Linked DNA regions of Mus musculus: region 2 is linked to region 1. The links are chromatin contacts, called in public Hi-C maps. All regions are on one chromosome and are shown on one strand. Each heading gives the region's core, a stretch centred on a gene start, on an enhancer-like site or on the middle of the called end of the contact. The rest is flanking DNA. Distances are from core to core; before and after follow the strand shown.

Region 1 (4,801 bases), core at 611-3,110:
AAAGCAATGTGAGGAGAAACTTAGAAGTGTGGAAAACACAGCTGAAGGCCTAGGGCACTCCGCACACTCAGCTCCCAAATGTGGGAATGCTATGTGATGAGTTTATGAAATATAAAAGTCAAATGAATTTTTCATGAAGAAGTTATCTTCCCAAGATGCAATAATGGAAAATTCCTTTCAAGAACTGGTGTTTAGACCTCACAAAAATGCGCGGCAAATTGCATTGTGATTTATTTGTCAATGTTTTTATAGGTTAGGCGTTACTTTCTACCCCACAGCTGGAGTCAATTTTTAATATTTAAAAGTGGAAAGAAAGCAAAACCTAAACACATCCAGAGATGTCTGTTTTAGATTGAGCTTTTCCCAAACAGTGCTGTTTAGAACTGACCCCTGAGCATGGTCGGTCAGCTGCCAGCTGGCCTTTACTTCCCTGCAACACAGCATTAAAATACCTGGACTGGGCAGACTGCACATAAGACCTCCTAAATTGTAGCTGGTGGGTCTAGTGTTTATAACCAATTTCAAATGCATGTAGCCTGTCTGCCCTCTCAATTGAAGAAGCAAAAGTCTTTTTTGTTTTTTTACTCTAGATTTTCCTTCATGCCCCTAGCTCAAGGTGCTGTGAGCACGATTTTCAGGTCCAGTGGTTTCTGGATCCAGTAGATGGCCAGGTGAGTGGGAATCCCCTTGGTTACTCCTTTTTTGTTGCAAGCAATCCAACTACAAAAGAGCAAGCTGATTCTTTCAACCTCGGAGCTCCATGAAATCTAGTCTGAAAACTACTCAGGGCTCACCTTCCTGGGATTCCAGGTCAAAGAATATGCTGGATTTGCACTTGAGAGCTCATGGAAATATTCAAATTCCCAGCAAAGAGATCAAGCCTACACCCCTAATCTTATTGCTTGGGCCAAATCTACTTGAATGTGGGCTTCATCCTACCATGTGACCAAGCATTTACAAAATGAGACTGGGTCTCTGTTTCGTGAGAGATCATACAGTAGTTCCAGCAGCACACTATGTGTGTGTATGTGTGTGTGTGTGTGTGTGTGTGTGTGTGTGTGTGTTCATGCTCAGTTGTAGCTTCTACACCTGAAGCCAGCCATCATGCCGGCACTGACCGTTGCTAAGGGGGGCATGTATGTGCTTACCAACTACAGGTTCAGTAACACACAACATCTGGAGGGAGGGAAAACAACCCTAACTGTGACCGACACAGTTCCTTTGGGTAATATGGCTGATACCCTGCTCATGAAGGCGGTGTTTCTCTTGTCCTCTCCTGCTTTCTTCCTCTTGATCATTCTGGAGCCAAGACCCATAGGAAGAGTTGATTTCTTTCCAAATTCGTGCGTTGGTCTTGTTGAATCTGCCAGCCCAGGGCTGCTGACACCACCCCCAGTCAAGCTATGAGAAGCACTAACCACTTCATAGACACAAGCCAAAAAAAAAAAAAAAAAAAAAAAAAAAAAAAAAGCCTCCTTTGTAAGGTATGGAAATGTCAGACGTGCGAGAATTGGGCATCATATTCAGCTACTGTGCCTTTTCCTCAGCGCTCTCAACAGGAGCAGCACCCCAGGAGAACCCCTTCGGCATGCTGCCCCAATAGCATCAGAGACATAAGAGATGATGATGATAAGTGATTATTTCCCTGTCTTAAAAGGTTTTCTTGTGTCACAGAAAGGATTTGTCATGGATTTCCTTCTAAAAGTACACACCCTAAACCCACTTCCACACATGATTCGATTTAACCCGAAAAATCTTTATAAAACACACCTAAATGCTTTTTGAGATACAAGGACAACCACGACTAAAGTGCAGCGGATCTACCCGCCAGCAGGGGGAGCTCTTCCCCCTGGTTCAAGCTGCCATTCCAGTTCTCTAGTGGTCCACCCTTTTGCTCAAAAAACTTTGCTTGGGTTTAAAGAAGGTGGAGTAAAGACAGAAGCCGGCTGTCCAAAACAACAGATACGGGGACGGGATGCGGGGGAGGAGGGTGGTGTACTTTATCCCGAGGGCAGAGGACAGCTACTAAAGGATTCTCAGAAATGTGCGGCTTTGTATTGAGGCATCCTGTCTTTTTTGGCTCAGTATCTGACCTATTTGAGAAATCTATTGAAACACGCCACTTGGCACCGATTGTGATGCTGTTAGAGAGTTCATGGGCAAGACATTCTGAGAAAGGGATTGAAGATAAGCATCAGGAGGAAAGTACACTGCCTCCAGAAAACCAAGAAAGGCAGAGCCACCCTTGAGCTGGACCGCAGTGCAACACAATGCACGCATGGAATCCAAACATGGTCCAGAGACCAAAAGCTCTCATAAGCAAATGAGGAGTGACTTTTCTAAAGAAAGAGCTGGGAAAATGGTATTTCCTTCCTGTGCTGAGAAACAAAGTAAAGATACTCTGGGGAAAAGACGTGAGCTCCTAGGCACACAACTGGGTGCCATCTGTCACCCGCAAACAGCTGTGGCATGGAGAGTACAACCACATGTCTTTAGAGCTTCCCAAAGGAACCAAGAGAAAGTGACGAAAAGGCGAAATCAGTGTCTTCCTAAACGCTTATAACAGAATCAGGCTGCTGGGCTCTCCTTCCTGGGTGACTCTATTTGGCTTCTCATGACTAGATCCTCTCTAGCATCCAGCATCCAGGAGGATCTTTAAATCTGATCTTCTTAGAATCCCTCAAGGGCCTTCCATTACCTCCAGGCTAGAGTCCTAACTCTGTAATGTGATTTGGGAGAGCCCTGCAGACTCTCATCCCCGAGGCCACCATGTCTCAGTTCTTGTCCTTTCTGCTCTCTATGCCTTTCTGAAAGCCTTGCAGTTTTGTGTTTCGGGTGGTTCTGGAGGCCAATGTCCTTCCTTCTGTCTTCCATCACAGTGCTGGTTAGATGTCAAATGCATGTTGGACACTGTCCTGGAGATGGAGACCTGCAAATGCTTTCTCTTCCCTGGGTTCTACCACACTCAGGGTCTCGTTCTCTCAGTGTGTCCCCTTCCATATCCTTTTCCTCGTTTCCGTTAAGATATGGAATTATAAATTACTTCATTATGGGAGCCACCTTGACCCCACAAGAGTGGAAGAGACATTAGACTCTCCCCTAAACAATTCTATGCTTAATCCTTCGGTTTCATTTGTATAACTAGCTACTGACCCCTCGACACCACCATAAACACAAAGGTGGGGCTTTCCTTGCTGTATCTTCATGTTTAGTCCTGCATCTAACACTCCTTGAATTAACAAGGTTTATTATTAATGAAGTCTGGTCTGTGAATGGTATAGTCCTTGTCATATGCTATCTGGCTTCCCTGGTGCACTGTAAGGAATATTCTTCCTTCTCTGGAAGCTCCTGCTTATAGACAGCTCCATCACCTTAATATTTTATGGAACAGCCATTTTTTCAGATTATGAAGGCATTATCTCTGCTTAACTGAACACCAGGGTAGAGTCTAAGGCTCATGGTTCTCTTTGCATTCCAGCAACTAGATAGCTTTGTTAACAGGCCAGTTGGCTAAAGCTATGTACTGTTCATAGTTACTTTGTGTTGATGTGACCAAAATATCTGAAACAAACCATTTAAAGAAGGAGAAGTTTATTTTGGCTCAGAATATCAAAAGGGATTTCAGCCAGTGGTGGTGAGGAAGGCATGGGAGTGGAAAAGTGTGGAGGAGATGTCTCAGCACGGTGAACAAGAGAGCGAGGAGAATGGGCCCAGAGCAGGGGCCAAACAAGACCTTGAAAGGGCTGCCACCAGGGGCCTACTTCAGACACCTCATAGTCATTGTACGACCCTCCAGAATAACACTGTCATCTTGGTGGTGGGGGGGAAAAAGCCCAAAACTTCAAAATATGAGCTGGGGAGGGGAGACTTCACATTCAAACTGTAACAGGATACAAGAATGCATCTTCTGGACTTTTATGTAAAATATGTAAATGAATAGAGATCAGTGATTTCTAGAGCATCTCCTAGCAGTGCCAGATGCTCACTACACAACCATTTAACTCACTCTCTTATACTCTCCATACTCATTGGACCCAAACTCAACAGGGTCAAAGATGGGTCTTGTCAGTCTGATCACTGCAAAGAGGCAGACAGCCAATGTATTCATTGCACTGAACACCCCTTTCCAGTCACAGCAGATGGACAGAGAGAACATTGGCCTGATTTTGAGTGTTCAGAGATGACCAACAACCTTGGTGGTGGGAGAGCCACTTTCTGACCCACACATTCTTCAGTCTAGGCCCCACGTTTTCCCCACAGTATAAAGATGTAGCTGCAGACACATAGACACAACTGTCTTTTTAAAACTAGGCATGGCCCCCATGTACATAAGATATGTGGCTAAGAGCATTGGCCCTGCTAGGAGGCTGTCTTCCCTTTTCTAGCTTGTGGACTTGGACAGCCACTTGGTCTCTTCATGTTTCAGTTTCCTCATTGTATTGCTGAGAGGATTAAATCTGCTAATGAAAAGCATAGATCAATGTCTGACATGAGATGAATGTTACAGTCAAGGTGAGCTACCTTCATGATTGGAATGAGAGTGCTGAACAGATTTCAGGATCTATTTGGGTTGACACCTCCAGCTACCTTGCTGGGGGACAGGGACAGAGCAGCACACCTGTGCACAAGACATGTATTGTACAGTGATGTGGCGTGCACTGGAATGTCATGCTGGCTTCTAGAAGAGGCCTAGACTAAAGCAGGTGTGCTGGTCTGATGAGGTGTGGAGATCCACCTTCAGAATGTGACAAAGGATCCTAATGTGACTTCTGCTACTTCTTGGCTTAGGTCACACAGCATT
Region 2 (4,801 bases), core at 1,028-3,527, 1.2 Mb after region 1:
CTTTAGAGAAAAACCAAATAGATGGTCAGAGGAACTCGCCTCAGGCTGAGAGTCTCTCTGTGAAATATGACTCATTTGTCATAGGGGTGAGGAACTAGAAATAAGATGGTGGTAGATGTCGGGCATGGTGGCGCACGCCTTTAGTCCCAGCACTTGGGAGGCAGAGGCAGGCGGATCTCTGAATTCGAGGCCAGCCTGGTCTACAGAGTGAGTTCCAGGACAGCCAAGGCTACACAGAGAAACCCTGTCTCAAAAAAAAACAACAACAACAAACAAAAACAAACAACAAAAAAAGATGGTGGTAGAATAGACTTAAGGGTGAGTGTTCTCACAACTGCTATTCAAATGAGGCCTTTGGACTATGCAACACAGGATAGCTACAAGTGCTGGGATAGAGAAGGCTGCTGAAGCTAAGGGGTGTAGGGAGGGAGTCAGTACAAGGGCAGAAGGCTGAATGCTTGCAGACTGACAAAAGAGGTGGGGTTTTGCTGTTGTTCCCCTTCCCTGTTCCTAGACCAGCTCAAGGGTTGGTAAACTTCAGTGAATATGTCTCTCCTGTTTTACATTCAGCAACTGTTTTCCTTGTCCCACAAGGGCATGACACAGGACTCAGTACTGTAAATAGGGGTGCTTCCTGAGGACAGCTTAGGTTTTGGGGACAGCACTCTAGATGTGCTAGCTAGTAGCTCCTGGCAATATTTACATAAAATAGATGCTCAGGAGTCCAAAGTGAGCCCTGACCAGAGTGGCCTTGATTACCCAGTCAGTCCAACCTATAATAAGCAGATACACTGACTGGGAAACTGCTCCCTTCCTGTGTACCTCCCTGGTGATGGTTTCAAAGTTTCTTTAGAAATTGTTTTCCCATGAGATGGAGGTAGTCCTTGCGGGGAATTGAAGAGTGACAACCAAGATTACAAAACTACCCCCTCTCCATCCCCACAGGGCCTGCCCAATTCCTTCTTTCATGATATTTGTCCTGATATGGGATCCTGTCTCCCTCATACTAGAATTATCTGAGCAGATGGAAGGCAGCCAACCACAACCTCTCCTAAGATCTCTCTCGTTTCCTGGACCATAATCAGTCAGGCTTTAAGCTGGAATTTGGCACCAATACTGCACTGCTGCTTTTAGTTGATGACTTTCTGGGAATAAACAGGGGTCAGATGTCCAGGCTGACTTTATTAGCTCTGCCAGAAATTTTCTGATCCAGTTGACAATAAAGCAACAGTGATCTGGCTACAGGATTTGGCAAAAGACAATAACACTGTCTTCATGTTCTTAGTTCTAGAGAAACCTCCAAGTCCCAAGAAATATCTGTGACCATTTTGTGTGTGTGCCTTTAGTTGGCACAGACACACTTCAGATCTTCAGCTATGAGATTGATCTTTTACTGGTGTCTAATTTTCATCCTCATTTGCATCTCTATTTGAGGGTAGTAGGGGAAGGGGACTGAGACCTGTAGAAACTGAAGGTTGAAGCTATGAACTCACCCAGCTAAAGAGATGGAAGCATCAAAACCTGCTCATGCCTAGGGATGAAGGAACGACTGCTACAGAGGCAGATACTCAGCAGTCCCTCAAGAAACCCACTAAGCAAGCACCACGCTCACATACCTGACTTGTGCACAGTAAATAACCCAGTGCATCAAGCTCCACACTGCACTCTCAGTATTGATCCCTTGTATTCTTACCTTCAACTCACCACTCCCTTCTAGCCTACCCCAGTGAAGAAAACTGAAGCTGCAGGGCAATTTTTGAAGCCCCTTCTTTGAGGGAGGACTGTAATGCAGTGTGTCCACAGGAGAGAAGAGCTGTTGGAAGCATGGTCTGTTTTCTCTACATGTCCTGCTCAAATCAGAACCTAACACAATCCAGACCCAAAGCCTGGTCAGAAAGGTTTCTGCTGTGAAAACCAAGAGCAGTATTTCAAGCTCTGTAACGTGCCCTTTCACCTTAGAGGCTAAAAACAGAACTCCTTTGAATTTTGGAAGGAATTAATTTGTAAATGACATCATTGAGCATATTCAAATATGGCAGGTTTTGGATTTTTAAAATCAGTATTGCTTTTCTTGGTTAAATGCAGTCATTTTTTAGGGATAATTGCTTAATATGCCTGGCACATTATTAAAATCCCCTATGAGAGGCTCAAAATGAGTCAGGAGGTCAATTTATTCCTTGGCCAGGTTCCTTTCACAACATGGGCTTTCCTGTGCTGCTGTTCAGGAGGAGCAATTAAGCCTTTTTGTCTATTCAAAGCTCTCCAGCTGAGCTCTGGCCCCATCAAATGATATCGTCAGCACTCTGGCCTGTGCCTGGTGCTGCATAGCTTTCATCTGTCACTGACTCTTAAGAGTTTCCTTTCCTTTCTCAGGCTCAAAACTGTGAGGCCCAAGCTATAACACAAACCCTCTGGCAGGGCCCTTCAGTTTTCTGTAGCCTTTTACAACTTTTTATACTTTTAGCTACATTTTTTTCTGTGCCCTGTTTAAATTCTTTATATTACAACAACCCTGAGAACTAAAACACCCTTGTTAAAATGTTTATAATTCTTCCAGAATGGCTTTGCCAGTATTTAGTAGGTTAAAACACAACACAACACACACACACACACACCAAACAAGGTCAGTGGCTACTAAATTCTGCAGACCATTGCTCCACTGCACATTCTCCAGTGGGCTTGATCTGCACACTAGATAGCTATGGACTTCAGGGTGGGAAGAATTTATGGCCCTAAGTGCCTTTGATGGGTGCTTCCTCACAGTCTCCTTAAGAACTTAGGTAGTATATCTAGCTCAGTTCCTTGCTCCACTGAAGATGAGCCAGACTTTTATGAACTATAAATGTAGTTTGCATCCTCCTCTTGCCATAAAAATTTCCCTGTCTTCTGCCCAGTTTTTCTATTTTTTCTGGCTTTAAATCCTAGCATTTATAAAAACAGAAAATGTTACAGTTCAGGAAGGTGGGGGTTTTGTTCTTTAAAAATGTTCTGCCCAAAGCCACTGGTTTGCATGACGTACTCTTCTGCCTTCTGTCAAATATTGAGGTTCTGGGAACCAGGGCAACTTTTTATTTTGGAATGCTGAGTTGCATACTGACTACATTTAAGCCAAAGAGGTATTTTCACCTTTGTTCTGGGCTCTCTGGTAAAAGGCAATGACAAATGTGCCTTATCAAATCGTTAACTTTAAACATGGGAACTTTATGCAAAATGAACCATTTATTCAAAGGTTATCCGGACGGTGTCATGGAGATCTGGTTGCGTGTGCTAAAAGTGCACTGGCGTGGCTTTATCTCAGAAGTGCTGACTTAGACAGAATGGCTTACTAGATGACCTAGGAGACATAGTGGACAAGTAGATACAGGAAAGTAATTTTGATGTCAACTAATTAAGGACCCTTTGTTTTTGGAACCCAGATTGATGGTGCCCGGGAGAGGCTGTCAGAGCAACAGTTTAAGAGGCTCGTGGACTACATTGCAAAAACATCTTGTCACCTGGCCCCCAGCTGCTCTTCTATGCAGACATGTTCTGTGGTAGCTGTGGAGCCTCCTCCTGCCACTGTTAAAACATACCATTATTTGGTGGACCCACATTTTGCTCAGGTCTTCATTAGTAAATTTACCATGGTAAAGAATAAAGCCCTGAGGAAAGGCTTCTCCTGAGTCCCCTTTAAGGGAGGTGTTTGGTTTTTGCTGTGCAAGACTGAATTCTAACATTCAACATGGACACAAGGCCAGCACTTTAGTTAAGGCCACACTAGTTTTGTAGGAATTTACATCTATGTTCTCCCTAAAGAAACAAACAAAAATTCCAGATGGGAGAACCAATGATCAGCAAAATCCTATAAATGTTGTGTTCTTACCATACACAGAAAACCTTTCTTCTCTATGCCACAATCAGAAGTTCTCACTGGAATTTTAATCTATTAGTGATCTGCATATAGTAAAATGTGGACAGGCCCTAGAAAACAGACCAAGAAATAAAACTCCACCACCTCTGTAATATTTAGAACTCTGCTGTTTCACTTTAATTTTTTACTTAACTACAATATCATTCTTTTAGTAAAAAACAATGTGAATTCCACTCAAAGTCTGTGTTCTACTGATTTCTAGTAAGACAGACTTTTAACTGCTCAGGTATATTTTGGAAAGTTTGTGTTTTACTAAGCTAAAGTAACACTTTGTGTCTACCGACAAGAACAGAACATATTGGTTATAAGTTTGTTTGCGGATGAGTTAAAGACTCCAGCCTTAAGGCTGACAGTGACTTCAGTCCAGATAGTTGCTCTGTTGAATTGATTTGATAAAGTCTGGAGCTATCCCTAGTATCTGTTAAGTATTATTTAACATCTAGGGAGGGCTTTGATGCATGACCTGGCATCACCACTACCTTCAGGAGTTAGTGACTCTCAGGGTCTCATTACCCACTGATGGTATTCATGCACAGGCCTGCAATCTGTTCCTTCCCTTCAACTGAAATGTGGCAGTAAGACAGGGCCACTGATTTCAAAGGACACTGACCTACAACCTCAGTCTGCTGAGCACACATCCCTACTACAGCACTAGTCCTGGAAAACAAGTCCTTGGTGAACAATTCAAACCAAATATGAAGATCATCTCTGCAATTGGTCTATTACACATTTAGGAAAAGAACATCTTTGTCAAACTCAAGAACAGTTATTTTTAAGAATGTAAATATGTACTGATTCTTGTATGGCTTATGGTAATTTTACATACTGCTGGAAATTATTATATACATAATAAAAGGTATTCCTGAATCACTGACCGTGGATAAAGGTGTG

What was found. Hi-C and Micro-C count contacts between places; a contact is called where the count stands out from the background.
Region 2: a Hi-C map of the N1E-115 cell line shows a contact between it and region 1, with 5 times the contacts expected there. The contact joins two enhancer-like sites. A contact is called at or near these places in 3 of 39 promoter capture datasets (the 3T3-L1 cell line, hippocampal neurons and pre-B cells), 2 of 15 datasets of contacts at CTCF or cohesin (large pre-B cells and pro-B cells), 3 of 484 Hi-C or Micro-C datasets (the N1E-115 cell line, stem cell-derived neural stem cells and uterus), 2 of 115 datasets of contacts at active chromatin or transcription factors (acute myeloid leukemia and embryonic stem cells) and 2 of 9 other capture datasets (adipose tissue and embryonic stem cells).

The regions. Positions count from the first base shown.
Region 1 is chr15:34,741,396-34,746,196 of GRCm38.p6, forward strand. Gm32970 (a long non-coding RNA gene) reads right to left here. Exons shown (of 7, transcript XR_383919.3): 7 at 3,575-4,801. Among named protein-coding and RNA genes, the nearest start is that of Nipal2, 65 kb to the left of the region's middle. Within about 2 kb of position 1,861, at least 20 of the 459 cell types and tissues checked have an H3K27ac peak or open chromatin away from gene starts, as enhancers often do. A contact at or near this core is called in the N1E-115 cell line, where this site is marked.
Region 2 is chr15:35,926,439-35,931,239 of GRCm38.p6, forward strand. It overlaps Vps13b (vacuolar protein sorting 13B), which reads left to right. Exons shown (of 62, transcript NM_177151.4): 62 at 3,417-4,791. The coding sequence ends at 3,662. Among named protein-coding and RNA genes, the nearest start is that of Cox6c, 9.4 kb to the right of the region's middle. Within about 2 kb of position 2,278, at least 56 of the 459 cell types and tissues checked have an H3K27ac peak or open chromatin away from gene starts, as enhancers often do. A contact at or near this core is called in the N1E-115 cell line, where this site is marked.